Linked DNA regions of Zea mays: region 1 is linked to region 2. The links are chromatin contacts, called in public Hi-C maps. All regions are on one chromosome and are shown on one strand. Each heading gives the region's core, a stretch centred on a gene start, on an enhancer-like site or on the middle of the called end of the contact. The rest is flanking DNA. Distances are from core to core; before and after follow the strand shown.

The links. Hi-C and Micro-C count contacts between places; a contact is called where the count stands out from the background.
Region 1: a contact with region 2 is called in a Hi-C map of tassel, with 4 times the contacts expected there. The contact joins the promoter of LOC100127511 here to the promoter of LOC100193885 in region 2. A contact is called at or near these places in 2 of 25 Hi-C or Micro-C datasets (ear and tassel).

The regions. Positions count from the first base shown.
Region 1 is chr6:37,923,309-37,930,185 of Zm-B73-REFERENCE-NAM-5.0, reverse strand. It overlaps LOC100127511, which reads right to left and starts at 4,013. Exons shown (of 2, transcript NM_001112768.1): 1 at 3,495-4,013; 2 at 3,105-3,362. The coding sequence starts at 4,013. The coding sequence ends at 3,105.
Region 2 is chr6:37,461,973-37,468,320 of Zm-B73-REFERENCE-NAM-5.0, reverse strand. LOC100193885 reads left to right here and starts at 3,265. Exons shown (of 2, transcript NM_001359316.1): 1 at 3,265-3,443; 2 at 3,593-6,348. The coding sequence starts at 3,603.

The DNA of each region.
Region 1 (6,877 bases), core at 2,764-5,263, 460 kb before region 2:
GTGACAACCATCCTACCCAAAAGCACCACGAGGGTACCCTAGGTGTGCGGTCGGACACTAAACACCGACAGCGCCAACACACTTTTTGGTGACTTCGCTAGGGAAAAAGGTTGGAGATCCACAAAATCAGGTTTATATGTCCGATTCTAAAGATCTCAACAGTGCAGCAGTGCTTCTCCAAACAGTGACATAATGCTGACTAATTTGTCGGCCGCTGAGCATAAAAGATTAGAAGATGACATGAAGAAAATAGACAAGAAGGTCTAGCGACAAAAAGATCAGGTACTCAAGGTGGCGGAGAAGTGGTTCCTCTCGCACTTTAGGGTAGATTGCCACCAAAAGACCGTCCGAGAGAGGGAAATAAACACCAATTACATATCAGCTGTACTACAACAACTCTCCACGATAGGTGATGCCAGGTCAGTCGATGATATTCCATCTATTAAGATTTCTTTTGATAATCGGATTAAAAGTATCATGGAGGATATAGAGAAGACGACGCATGCATTAGGAAAAACTCACATGCCTAATTTTTTATCACATAAATTAGGCACTGAAACAATTGTGCCAAACACATCGAGCAACAAATGGGTTTCCCCAGCCATATTCTGGTATGCCGATAGACTCATATCCAGGACAACTGTCACCTCCATCTCCACTAAATGGTAGGTCAACTCTAAGCATGGCCGGACTATCCGCCAACGACCTCGGACCGTCCGACCCTCCGTCAGACCGTCTGGCACCCTACGCCGGATAGTCTGGAGTCACACAGAGCCCACTGCAAGGGTCGCAGGCGTTGCCCGACGCGTCCGGACAGTCCAGGAATAGTACCGGACTGCCCGGTCCACTCGCAGACCGTCCGACTACATAGGTTGAACCGTCCGAAGCACCTGAAATCACCTGTGATCCTCCTAGTGCGGAAGGCCGGTATAAAGATAGCTGGCCACCCAATCCCCAAGAGCCGAAAAAGTCATCTGTGGCTGAGCTTGTTTGGCCCGCTAAGGCCAAATCTTCTGTTTGCTCTCACCTGCACTCGACACAAATGGAGAAAGTTAAGTTCACATTTAATATTGCTAAGTGTGATAAAATATTTGATGAGTTACTTAAGCATGGTAATATTAAATTGTCATATATAATTCCTCCGGTTGAAGAATTAAAAGGGCTTATATGTTGTAAATGGCATGGCTCCTTTCTTCATAACACCAATGATTGTGCTTTCTTCCATTGGCAAATACAATCGGCTATAAATGAAGGTCGGTTGAGGTTTCAAAAGGAGATGAGGATTGACAGGCCACCTGTCCCTGCCACCACAAGTTTTCTTATTTGGGCTAGGGGGCACCACAAGTTTTTGTCTATTGACAGATTGATCAGACAGACATGGCCGAAGAGGATGCAATCCGAAACGGCCTATGTGCATCAAAGTTCTATCAAGTATTTTATATTATCTGATCACAAGAGCCGATGACTTGCATCGAGCTGCATCCTTACTTTGGAAATAAAATAACTCATGAGATCAATTGTTTCTGAAGTTTTCGCTGGTTCTTTTGGTTCGCCAAGCTCCACCAAAAGGCAGGGGGCATGTGTTGAGCACCAAAAGTGGGGGACGGTCCGCGCCCCCGCGATCAGATTAGTTCGGGTGATTATCCTTATCCCGAGCGTGGTTATCCATCTAATCACGTGGGGTTTGTTAGCTATTGCCTAGGAACGGGTCCAGACCCCCTATATATATGAAGGGCTACGACCGATTGAGAATTTCCGAACACATTCTAATCGAACCAATTACTTTCTTTATCATTCCTGCCATAGGAGTAGATGTAGTGTAGTTCGAGTTATAGCCTTCCGCATATCCACCTACACCCCTATTCGACTCTACGTCGTCTAGATCCGTCTTGGGTGGCCTGCCGACCCTAAGATAACCCTAGGATCTTACCCCTCCCGGGGGCAAGATCTAGTTATCCACCCAAGGCCTCTTCCTCGAATTGATCTTTTAATTTCTAGGCAACTCCACGTCGTCTGGGGACGCCCTGTCGATCCAGGGCGCCCTAAGATCTCTTCCCCCAAGGGGCGAGATCTAGGTTCCAGCGAGGAGGAGGAATACGACCTTGCGCCATCGTGGACCGTCCGGCCCTGTGCACGGACCATCCGGTGCGACGCAGGGAAGGCGTCGCTCCTGCGTCCAGGTCCCGAACCGTCCGGCCCAGAGCCGCGGACCGTCCGTGCTGCCGCGGAGGGCACCGCTAGGCGGTACACCCCTAGTAATTGGCGCTGACCAAATCGGCGCCAATCCAAAAAGACCAGGCTGCTTATTCTTTCGTGGGCACACATACAAAAGATAAGGCAGGCAAAAGAAAAGTCCATACACACGGAGCGACACAGGGTGTGGAGCAGGAGGGATCTTGATCTAGATGCGAGAGAGAGAGAGAGTGAGAGAGAGGAATTGGTGGAGGTTGGGAGTTGGGGGACCGGCAAGCAAGGAACATTCCATTACATGATATTCATGAACCTAAGTTTGATCTCCTCTCCCACCAGTAATGAGCTCTGCAAATAAAGCCTAGTTAGTAGGTACCGTACCCCCCACCAGCTATAGTAGCTTCACACTGCATGCATGCCTGTTTTAGCTACACTAAACACGCACTGTACGCACGGTCACATCCCATAATAACTCAACAAGGAATGAATGCATCGCAGACTGCTCTGTGCCTGTGCCTCCCCGGTGGGCCTCTTCTACTCTAGTAGCACGTACTACTGTACTCCTAGCTAGCTCTTGCTGCTCAGCGCCCACTCCCTCTCCTCTCTAGCTAGCTGCTAGCCAGAGCGCACTAATCTCTAGAAACGAGTAAGTACACCCTCTAACCAAACACATGCATCAGAAAGAACAACACGACGACGACACACTAGATTGTAGCCATGGATCGGAGAGAGATCAGAACGAAGCTAGCTCTAGCTGTCGTAGCTCCAGCTAAATTGATCGGGAGGGGGACGAGCTGAGATCATGTCAGCGTGTGTGTACTACGTACTACTGCATGACATTGACATGCATCAACGACTGATGGCGACGACTAGCTAAGTAGTAATTAATGGTAACAACGGCATATATGCGCCGATCAGGCCACGTCGTGCTGCTCTTCCTCGAGACCGCCGGGGAAGAGGTCTAGCGTCTTGAGCGGCCGGCAGCTGAAGGCAGCCGGCAGCGGCGGCGCCACCTCGAACCCTGCAACCGGAGGCGCCCCCATCGTGTCGACGACAGCACCGGAGGTCGAGCTCACCACGACGTCGTCAAGCGCCACGCCGAAGTTGTCCAGCTTCCCCAGCGAGTACTCCGGCCGGCCGAGCGCCTCCGTCGGCACAAGCCCTCCGCCACCCTGTCCGAGTCATACATTGTAGTTGCATGGACGGATTAATATAAAGATGGAAACTTTATTTATTCCAGCTCTGGTGATGTGACCTGTAGTATAGAATATAGATAGATACTCCTAGTACGTACTCCGTCCTACCTGATAGTGGAACAGCTGGGTGGTCGGCGACGGGGGAGTGGCGTTGCCGGCGCACCGGCTCGCCGGTGCAGCGAAGGCGGCCGTGGCGGGGTAGTAGTAGCCGTACGCTGCAGCGGCGGCAGCAGCAGCAGCAGCCGGGGTGGGCGACGTCGTGGACGGGGAGAGCAGCTGGTGCCCGTACGGCGGCGGCGCGGCGAGGAAGGCGGCGTGGCCGTGGTGCGCCGCCGCGGCGTAGTACTGCGCGCAGGAGAGGAGGTGGTGGCTCATGCAGAGCCTGCGGCGCATCTTCTGGCGGTCCCGGGCCTTGTGGTTCTGGAACCAGTAGAAGACGTTCTTGCCCTCGATGCGGCCGTAGCAGGCGAGGTGCGCCGTGATCTGCTGGATCTGCGACGCGTTGGGCGTGCGCAGGCCGCCGCGGTACATGTCCTCCAGGATCATCAGCTGCTCCGGCGTCGGGCACCACCGCGTCGACCCCGCCGCCACCTGCTGGCCCTGCTGCTGCTGCTGCTGCGACGGCATGTCGGTCGTCGTCGCCGTCGTCGTCTACCTCCTCTAGCCAAGTACGTACGCACCTCCAGCTAGGATTTGATGGCTGGCTGAGCTATTGGTGTACGAGCACTCGATCGGTCGATGAGTTTGATTGGTTGGAAGCTGCTGTCTGTGAATAAGCTAGCAAAAAGGTTTTGGTTTGGTTTGGTTTGGTTGGTTGGGTGTGTGGAGACTGGAGAGAGAGGGACTGTTGAGAGAGACAAAATGGGTACTAGGGAGGGAGGAGGAGGAGGAGCAGATGGGTGGGTGTGGACGGAGGTCTGGATTGGAAGAAGAGGATGAGACGACGAAGAAGCATGTAGTGGGGAGAGGCCGGCCACTACTGCTTCCTTCTTCCTGTCTGCACAGTATATATAATGGATGCAGAAGACACTATACATACACGCGCACATGCCCACCACCACCACCATCGTAGGAGTTGAGTTTAGACTTTAGAGAGAGGAGGTGAGGGAAGGGAGAAGGACGCGTACTGCAGTGACTGTTTATTTAGAGAGAGAGAGAGGAAGGAAGAGGGATCAGAAGAGGCAGAGATGAGAGATGTGGTGGCAATGGCAATATGGCAGTGTATGCAAGAGCGGCCTGCTGTGTACTGTACTGTTCACTGGTAAGGTAGCTATAGGTAGGCAGCTAGCAGCGGTCATCTTTTCTCACACGGAGCAGCAGTATATAGCCAGCAAGCCCAGCCCAGCCCAGCCCGCTAGGTTTCAGCTCCTGTAGCAAAGCGATGAAAAGAATCAATGTGGTAATCAAGAAGCACCGCGTACTGTTGCGTGATGGATTCCAAATGCCTGACAGATTAACGCCGGCGTATCCAACACATCTCGTACCGACCGGCCGGCCTAGCTATCTATGTTCGTATGTACAGTTGTAGGAGCTCGTATGCATATGCGTGTGTGCAATGCATGATCCCATGCCCTTGGCCCTAGCTTGTTTGTCTTCGTTTCAAACTCGTTCGCAACAGCGCACATAGATCACAGTACGTATACCCTAGTAATTTGAATCCATGTGCATGCATATGGATGCCGGCATGCCAACAAGTGATGAACGAGCGAGATCGAGGAAAGGGACAACGAAGGCAAGGCAAGGCAGGAAGGAAGGAGACACGTACAGTACAGGCAAGAGAGGAGGCCAACAGTTGTCGACCGCCGTGTTTATTGCTAGGCTATACACGTACGTCCGTTTGTGTCGCGTTCTTGTGATTTCCCTGCTTCGAGGGACGAACGCGGTACGTACTGCTGCTTGTGCGTGCAAACGTCAAGCGCGCCAGTAAGTGGCTATTGTGTAGGTACGTACTACGTGTGTGTGTGTGTGTGTATAGACAGACGACTAGTTGTAGTTGTATGGGCACACACAGCTATAGCTAGCGGCTTGCTGACGACCTTGCTCTTGCTAAAGCATATATAGATCGATGGCGATTCGGTCAGGGTTTAGGTACACAGCTAGCAACTAGATCTAGCATTATTAGGTCTATATAGTAACAAGCTAGTATTTAGGGGGTGTTTGGTTAGAGGGACTAAAGATTAGTCTCTATTTTTTAGTCTCATTTAGTCCCTTTTTTCCAAACACTAGGACTAAAATATGGACTAAAATGATTTAGTCTTTAGTCCTTCACATATGTGTTAAAAGGGACTAAACCATATTAATTCCACATTTACCCCTCATTTAGTTCAATTGTACTAATAGCAAGAGTTTGTTAAAAGCCATTTTAGTCTTCTTATGAGTCATGTAGTATATTCTTACTATTTTTAGCCTCTAGAACCAAACATGTTAGGGACTAAACTTTAGTCTCCTAACTAAACTTTAGTCCCTAGACTAAAGAAACCAAACATGGCCTTAGTGAGGTCGTAAATTAAAACCTGAGAAGATCGATGATGGACGTACTACGTACGTACGACGACGACGACTACACTGGGTCTCCTAGCATACAAGGCACACGTACACCAGCACACATTCCTCTTCGGAAAAAAATGGCTCTTTCCATCTATCTATCCATCTATCTATCTATCTATATCTATCTATCTGCATGTGCTTGCAACTGCAACGCTGCGAGAGTACGTGCCTTGAACGGTTGGTTACTGGTGGCGAGTTTACTTAGCACGTCGTGTCGTGCCTTCATTCTCGATCTGCTTGCCCCAGCAGCTCTCGCCATCCTTCAGGGAAAGAAAGAAAGAAAGAAAAGAGACCCAATCAGTATTCAATTAATATATTCATCGGTGATGTGGTGTGACTAATCGATCGGACAGAGACAGAGGGGCTAGCTAGCTCATATGCCTCATGGCTATAAATCGGCGGGCATGCATGCGTGCATTTAAGGGCAGAATTACACGTCGGCCGGATTCTGGAAATCTGCCTAGGATTTAGGTCGACGACCACCACACACCAGTAGTAGAGTAGATCGAGGAGCCAGCCAGCCAGCTGGGAAAGAGCTTGCATTGCTCTTTGCATGCAGCAATAGGAAACTGAGGAATTATGAGGTGATGATGATGCCCTCCTCCGGCCGGGCCATGGCCCATGGGACGACACTTGCAACCACGCAATGCGATGCATGGCCCACACTACCTAGAGGTGGGCGCTGCAGCTAGCGGATCAGCAGGATTCACAGTGATGAGCCATTAACTTCCATCCTTTTTGTATTTCGTCTGCATACCTAGCTCCTCTACATACCTAGCTATACTATACGCCTATACTCCTGTGTACTTTACTAGTATTATTATATAAATACATATACACGGTGAGGCTATAACTGTACCTGACATCATTTACTAGTGTTTGCTTCTCATCAAACCCCGTCCATGCTTTGCAGGGTACTGCAAGTGTAAAGAGTCGAGCGACAT
Region 2 (6,348 bases), core at 2,016-4,515:
CGTTCTCCATCTCCCTCTTGGTGTGATCTCCCGACATCACTTCGAGCGGTTAGGCTCTAATGAAGCACCGGGCTCTGATACCAATTGATAGTCGCCTAGAGGGGGGGTGAATAGGGCGAAACTGAATTTTACAAAATTAATCACAACTACAAGCCGGGTTAGCGTTAGAAATAATAACGAGTCCGAGAGAGAGGGCGCAAAACAAATCGCAAGCAAATGGAGAGTGTGACACACGAATTTGTTTTACCGAGGTTCGGTTCTTGCAAACCTACTCCCGTTGAGGAGGCCACAAAGGCCAGGTCTCTTTCAACCCTTCCCTCTCTCAAACGGTCCCTCGGACCGAGTGAGCTTATCTTCTCAAATCACTTTGGGAATCAAACTTCCCGCAAGGACCACCACACAATTGGTGTCTCTTGCCTCAATTACAAGTGAGTATGATCTCAAGAAAGAATGCGAAAGAAAAGAAGCGATCCAAGCGCAAGAGCTCAAATGAACACTACAAATCACTCTCTTTAGTCACTAAGGCTTTGTGTGGAGTTGGGAGAGGATTTGATCTCTTTTGGTGTGCTTTGCAATGAATGCTAGCTCTTGTATAGTGGTTGGAAGCTGGAAAACTTGGATGACTTGAATGTGGGGTGGTTGGGGGTATTTATAGCCCCAACCACCAAACTAGCCGTTTGGTGGAGGCTGTCTGTTCGATGGTGCACCGGACAGTCCGGTGTGCACCGGACAGTCCGGTGCGACAGCCACGTCACCAAGGCCGTTGCAATTCGACCGTTGGAGTTCTGACTTCTGGGCCCGCCTGGATGTCCGGTGGCGCACCGGACATGTACTGTAGAGTGTCCGGTGCGCCAGCATGGGCGTGCCTGACGCCTGCGCGCTCTGGCGCGCATTAATTGCTGTTGCAGGCGACCGTTGGCGCGAAGTAGCCGTTGCCCCGCTGTTACACCGGACAGTCCGGTGTACACCGAACATGTCCGATGAATTATAGCGGAGCAGCAGAAATGAATTCCCGAGGCTGGCGAGTTCCGGAGGCCGCTCTTCCTTGGAGCACCGGACATGTCCGGTGTACACCGGACAGTCCGGTGAATTATAGCGGAGTTGCCCCTGGAATTTTCCCGAAGGTGACAAATTTGAGTTTGGAGTCCTCTGGTGCACCGGACATGTCCGGTGGTGCACCGGACAGTCCGGTGCGCCAGACCAGAGGTGCCTTCGGTTGCCCCTTTGCTCTTTTGTCGAACCCAATACTTGGTCTTTTTATTGGCTAAGTGTGAACCTTTGGCACCTGTATAACTTATACACTAGAGCAAACTAGTTAGTCCAACTATTTGTGTTGGGCAATTCAACCACTAAAATTATTTAGAAACTAGGTGTAAGCCTAATTCCCTTTCACCAGCTCTGTGCCTTTAGTGCTTTGACCGCCACCACTCAAGGTAGAAGCAGACAAGCTCAAGTGAGCAACCTCGCTGTACCACCGCACCCCGCCCCGCCCATGATTCGACGTTGTGTGAGTGCGCCACCACGTCGGACAGCCTCACCGAGGATCTACATGTGCCGCCCCGCACCCCAGCCCGTCCAAGCTTCCTCCAACTCTGGCGTCTCACACTCGATCTCCGGCTACCCATGACCTCGACTGCGCCCTCCCATGATCCTTCCAGCTTCCCTCGGTGTCCCTTTTTCTCCAAGTTTCCTCTGGTTAGTCAAATATTGTCTTTCTCAGTGTTGCATAGTTGATTAGATGAAAACTAAATTATTTTAACATTTATTATAACGATAATTAAATATTATTTAGTCTAAAAAACATATCCACCAGATACCCGATACCCGACAGATACCTGGTGGGTATGAATACGGGTACAGTTTCTTGCCCGATTGGCTTGGTGGGTATGGATATTTGTAGATGACTCAGGTACTACATCGGGTCGGGTATTACTATACCCGAACATAATCCGACCCGCTGCCATCCTTATCTGTGATGTGTTCATTCTGTCTCTATGTCTTGATTATTTTTTACTTGCACTTCAATACTTATCTGTGGTATAGGCTGTCTTTGAAGTACATGATATTTTGAGACAGTGATTTCATTTTCGCTGCAACCTACTCGACGTGATATTCTTTCCACTGCAATTAGACTTCGAGTATAGTAAAATTTCTAGTTTTTAAGTCATATTTTTTATTCGCTTATTCACCCCTCTATTGACATCTAGATCCTGTTCCTGGGTAAATGGAACTTTCATGTTTAGAGTTGTGTGTTTAAGGGCATGTTTGGTATGGCTCTGCTCCGCTTCGAAGCAGCTCTACTCCAAAACTCTGGATGGAGCAGCTCTGCTCCAGAATTTATATTGCTATCTCATAATCAGTGGCAGTGGTGGGTAAATAACTCCAAACTTTATGTTAGGTTGCTTTTTTAAGTCTTCAGAGCAGTAAAAGAGGTACTCCAAAAATTTGTACTACAACTCCGAAAAACTCCGTGGAGTTTACAACTCTGAAGTTGGTGTTTGGCAGGCTCTGACTAGTTCCTTCTTAGAGTTTTACTCTAGAGTCCTACCAAACACGTCCTAAATATTTTTTTATACAGTATAGTGTTTTCAAAATCATATGTATATATTATATAAGAAAACAAATGAAAATAAGAAGTAACAAGAAGAACTTAAAAGTAGAGGTACTATTTTGTGGGCTATTGCTGGAGATGTCTTGAGAACGTTCGGATTCTCTATTATAAAATTTAGATCTAAAGGTTTAAACAAATAGTAAAAAATATCTCTAAACTTTAGTCTATTTTATATTAAAACTTTACAACTTTAAAAATAAACTAATTATTCTAAGGGTCTATTTGTTTCTCTCCTAGACTATATAAGTTAGATTATAGGAGGGTAAAATAGAACCGTAAGTTAGGTTTTGCATAAGCTCAAAGCTTTGCATAACTTTTAGAGGCCTAACTAATGCAAAGGAACGAGAAAAAGCTCGCGAGCGAAGTTAAGTTCCCGCGCAAACCCGGAAAACCCGCCAGGGGAGGGAGAGGGGCCCACGTGGCAGCGTTCTGCGCTACCAGGCCCGGCGCCCTCGAACCCGTCCGCGGGGCTTTCCCCTTCCTCATCTTCTGCGTCTCCCTCCTCTCATCTCCTCTCCTTCTCCGCACTTGAGACGAGAGTACGAGACCGACTGCGACTAAAAACACTTTTGCGGGCAGCCCCCTGCCCCCACGCCCTATTCCCCCGCGCCGCCAACCCACCCCACCCCACCCCAGCCCCCGCGGCGGCCCTCCCCCGATCCGACGGCTCGATCCCCAGCCACTCTTTATCCTCCGCACCCGCTCGCCCCGTCGCCCTGCTTCCTCACAACTTGCCCCCCCTTTTTCCGTTCCGTTCCCTCGCTCGTCGCCGCGCGCGCTAGGTTAGGGTTTCGCCGCATCCCGGCCGCTCCGCCCGCTTCGGATCGTTCCGGTGAGTGAGCTTCGTTCTTTGTGTACTGCGCCCCTGCTTGATTTTGTCCTTCCTTCGTTCCTGTTGCTAGGAGGCAGTAGATTGGGAGCTTAGGGTTTTAACTGATTTGGCTTTGTTGCGGCGTTTTCTTTTTGGGTGCGGCGGCGTAGGTGGGAGGCCATGGCGATCGTGAGGACCGGAGCCGGCAACCGGGTCCCCAGGCTTGACGGCGGCAGTGAAGGCTCGCCGGAGGCCACGGAGGACGACGACAACGAGGAGGAGTCGCGGGCCACGCCGTCGCAAGAGTCCGAGGCCAACGGCTTCTCCGTCGACGACGACGATGGCCAGAACGGCAGCGGCGGAGGAGGCAAGGATCCAGAGGAGGTGGTGGAGGAAGAGGAGGAGGAAGAGGGGGACTCAGGGATGGGTTCCGATGGGCTGGACGTCGCTGAGCTCGGCGAGCCCAGCACCGAGATATGCCAGGTCGGGGACCAGAGTGTTGCCGTGCCGCTGGAGCTCTACGACCTCGACGGCCTCGGCGACGTGCTCTCGCTCGTCGCCTGGAACACCCTGCTCAGCGAGGATGAGCGGCTGCGCCTCGCCGCCTTTCTGCCCGACATGGACCAGGAGACCTTTGCGCGCACGCTCGTCGAACTCTTCGCGGGGCGAAACTTCCACTTTGGGAGCCCCCTGGCCGCCTTCTTCAAGCGCCTCAAGGGCGGGCTCTGTGACCCGAGGGTCAACCTGTACCGCCGTGGTACCCGTTTCGCGGAGCGGCGCAAGCATTGCTACTGGATCCAGAGCTACCACAACTCCATGGTGCGGGGCCTCCGGGAGATCAAGGATTGCTTGAAGGGCCACGAGAGATACAGCCTTGCTGAGAAGATCAGGATGTTGCACACGTTAAAGGCACAGCAGCAGCAGAGGAAGGCTCTAGAGTTGGCGAGGCGGGCTGGGTCGGAGACTGATTCCGAGAGCAGAGGGTCTGGAGAACAGGTCTTAGATCGGCTCAAGCATGATAAGAGTGGACAGAAGAAGTCGGGGAAGTTAGTGAAGGAGAAGTCGAAGGGGCTGCTGCGAGCGGGTATGCCGAAAGGAGTGGATGAGGATTACATGGGAGGGTCTGGCCGCGATGCTGTGATGTCACTCTCTGAGCTTTCTAGGTATGATCCACGCACGCATAGAGGGAAGCTTCCCAGGAGCATAGAGGGCCATTACTCGGAGGACCTTGGATATGGAAGGGATTCATCAAGATCTTGGTTTCAGAGGGCTCTGCCCAAGCCAGTGAAGAAGGAATTAACTACGACCTATGATGGTAATCTGTATGGAAATAACTACAGTGATAACCATACTGCCTCTCCTTACCACTACGGCAGGAATCCCATTGCTAATCAGGGAGTTACCTTAGCAGCAGCATATGATCCTCCTTATTTTGATACCAGAAGGAATTCAAGGTACTCGGGTAGAGACTGGGCACAGGGTGGAAAAGGTGTGCACACTAACGCTTTAATGGGTGATGAGATGAACTGGCCAGCTGGTATCCACACTGGTACATTACATGACAGGCAGAAGGGGCAGTCTGCAGGTGATTACAGGAGCAGGAAAGATCAAGCTGGTTATGGCCTGAAGGTTAAGTCCTATAAAAGTATTGACCAGCAGGTTAATGATGCCCATGTTGGTTCTGACCCTAGAAGCAAGATATCACAAGCGAAGATGGCAGGTAAATCCAGTACACAACTAGATAGGACTGGCCAGAAGCACTCCAGGAGCAATGCTGTCTATGCTCAAAGTGATGAGACAGAATCTGATTCCTCGGAAAAGTTTGAAGATGGCGGGGAAGTGCATTATCTTGAACGGAAGCCAGAGCGTCACCATTCTGGGTATTATAGACCAGCACATGGTGCCAAAAAGCCAAACAAGCTTGCTAAAGTGGCCAAAATGAACTATCCTACTACTGATGCAGATTTAGAACCCTCCCAGAGCAAAGGATTCGAAGGGAAGGGTTCAGAGACTGGCTATTTACGTGATGTGGATGTGATGGTGACAGAACAGATTAGTGATGTCATGAAACCTCCAGCAGCAAGTGGTGAAAGGAAGCGGAAAGGGGCGGGAAATCTGGACATGCATGTTTATCATAACTCTGATCTGCATGAAATTAATGAAGATGCAAATGACTCATCCAGGTTGGCGGAGAATGAAAGGTTTGCTAGTAGATCAGGCCATGCAGGCCAAGATTCTAATGGTGATTATGTTGGTACTGAAAGAGTCAGCTCTAGCTCCAAAAAAGCAAAAGGAAGAGTCGAAGTTCCTAGCCTGGATGAGCATGGTGAGCATTTGTCATCTGGCTCAAAGCTTGTTGAGAACATTGGTGGATCCAAGAAGAAAAACAAAAAAAAGCCAGAGAGCAGCACCACAGATGCAGCTATTATAGCAGAACCAGCTGCTGCTGTACCTGAAATTAATGTGGTAGCTGCAGAGCCTGAGAAGGTTGAGAAGCCCAAGAAGAAGTATGTACCGATAACACCAACAATCCATACTGGTTTTTCGTTCTCTGTTGTACATCTTTTAACTGCTGTAAAGAAGGCTATGGTCACTCCTGCTGAGGATACTCCAGCCACAGCGAAGCAACCAGATGGAGAGGAGGGCAAAATTTGTTTCAACAATGAAGAACACATCAAAACACCTCATCAAGAACAAAGTACAACAGATCAAACTGAACAGGTCCTTGAGGGTGCAAATGCCAGTGCTGCAGAACAAACTGTACCAATCAATGCACCGGCGCTTACTGTTCAAGAGATTGTCAATCGAATTAGAGAAAATCCTGGAGACCCTAGGATACTTGAAACACAGGAGCCCCTCCAAGATTTAGTTCGAGGAGTATTGAAAGTACTTTCATCTAGAACAGCTCCTCTAGGTGCAAAGGGCT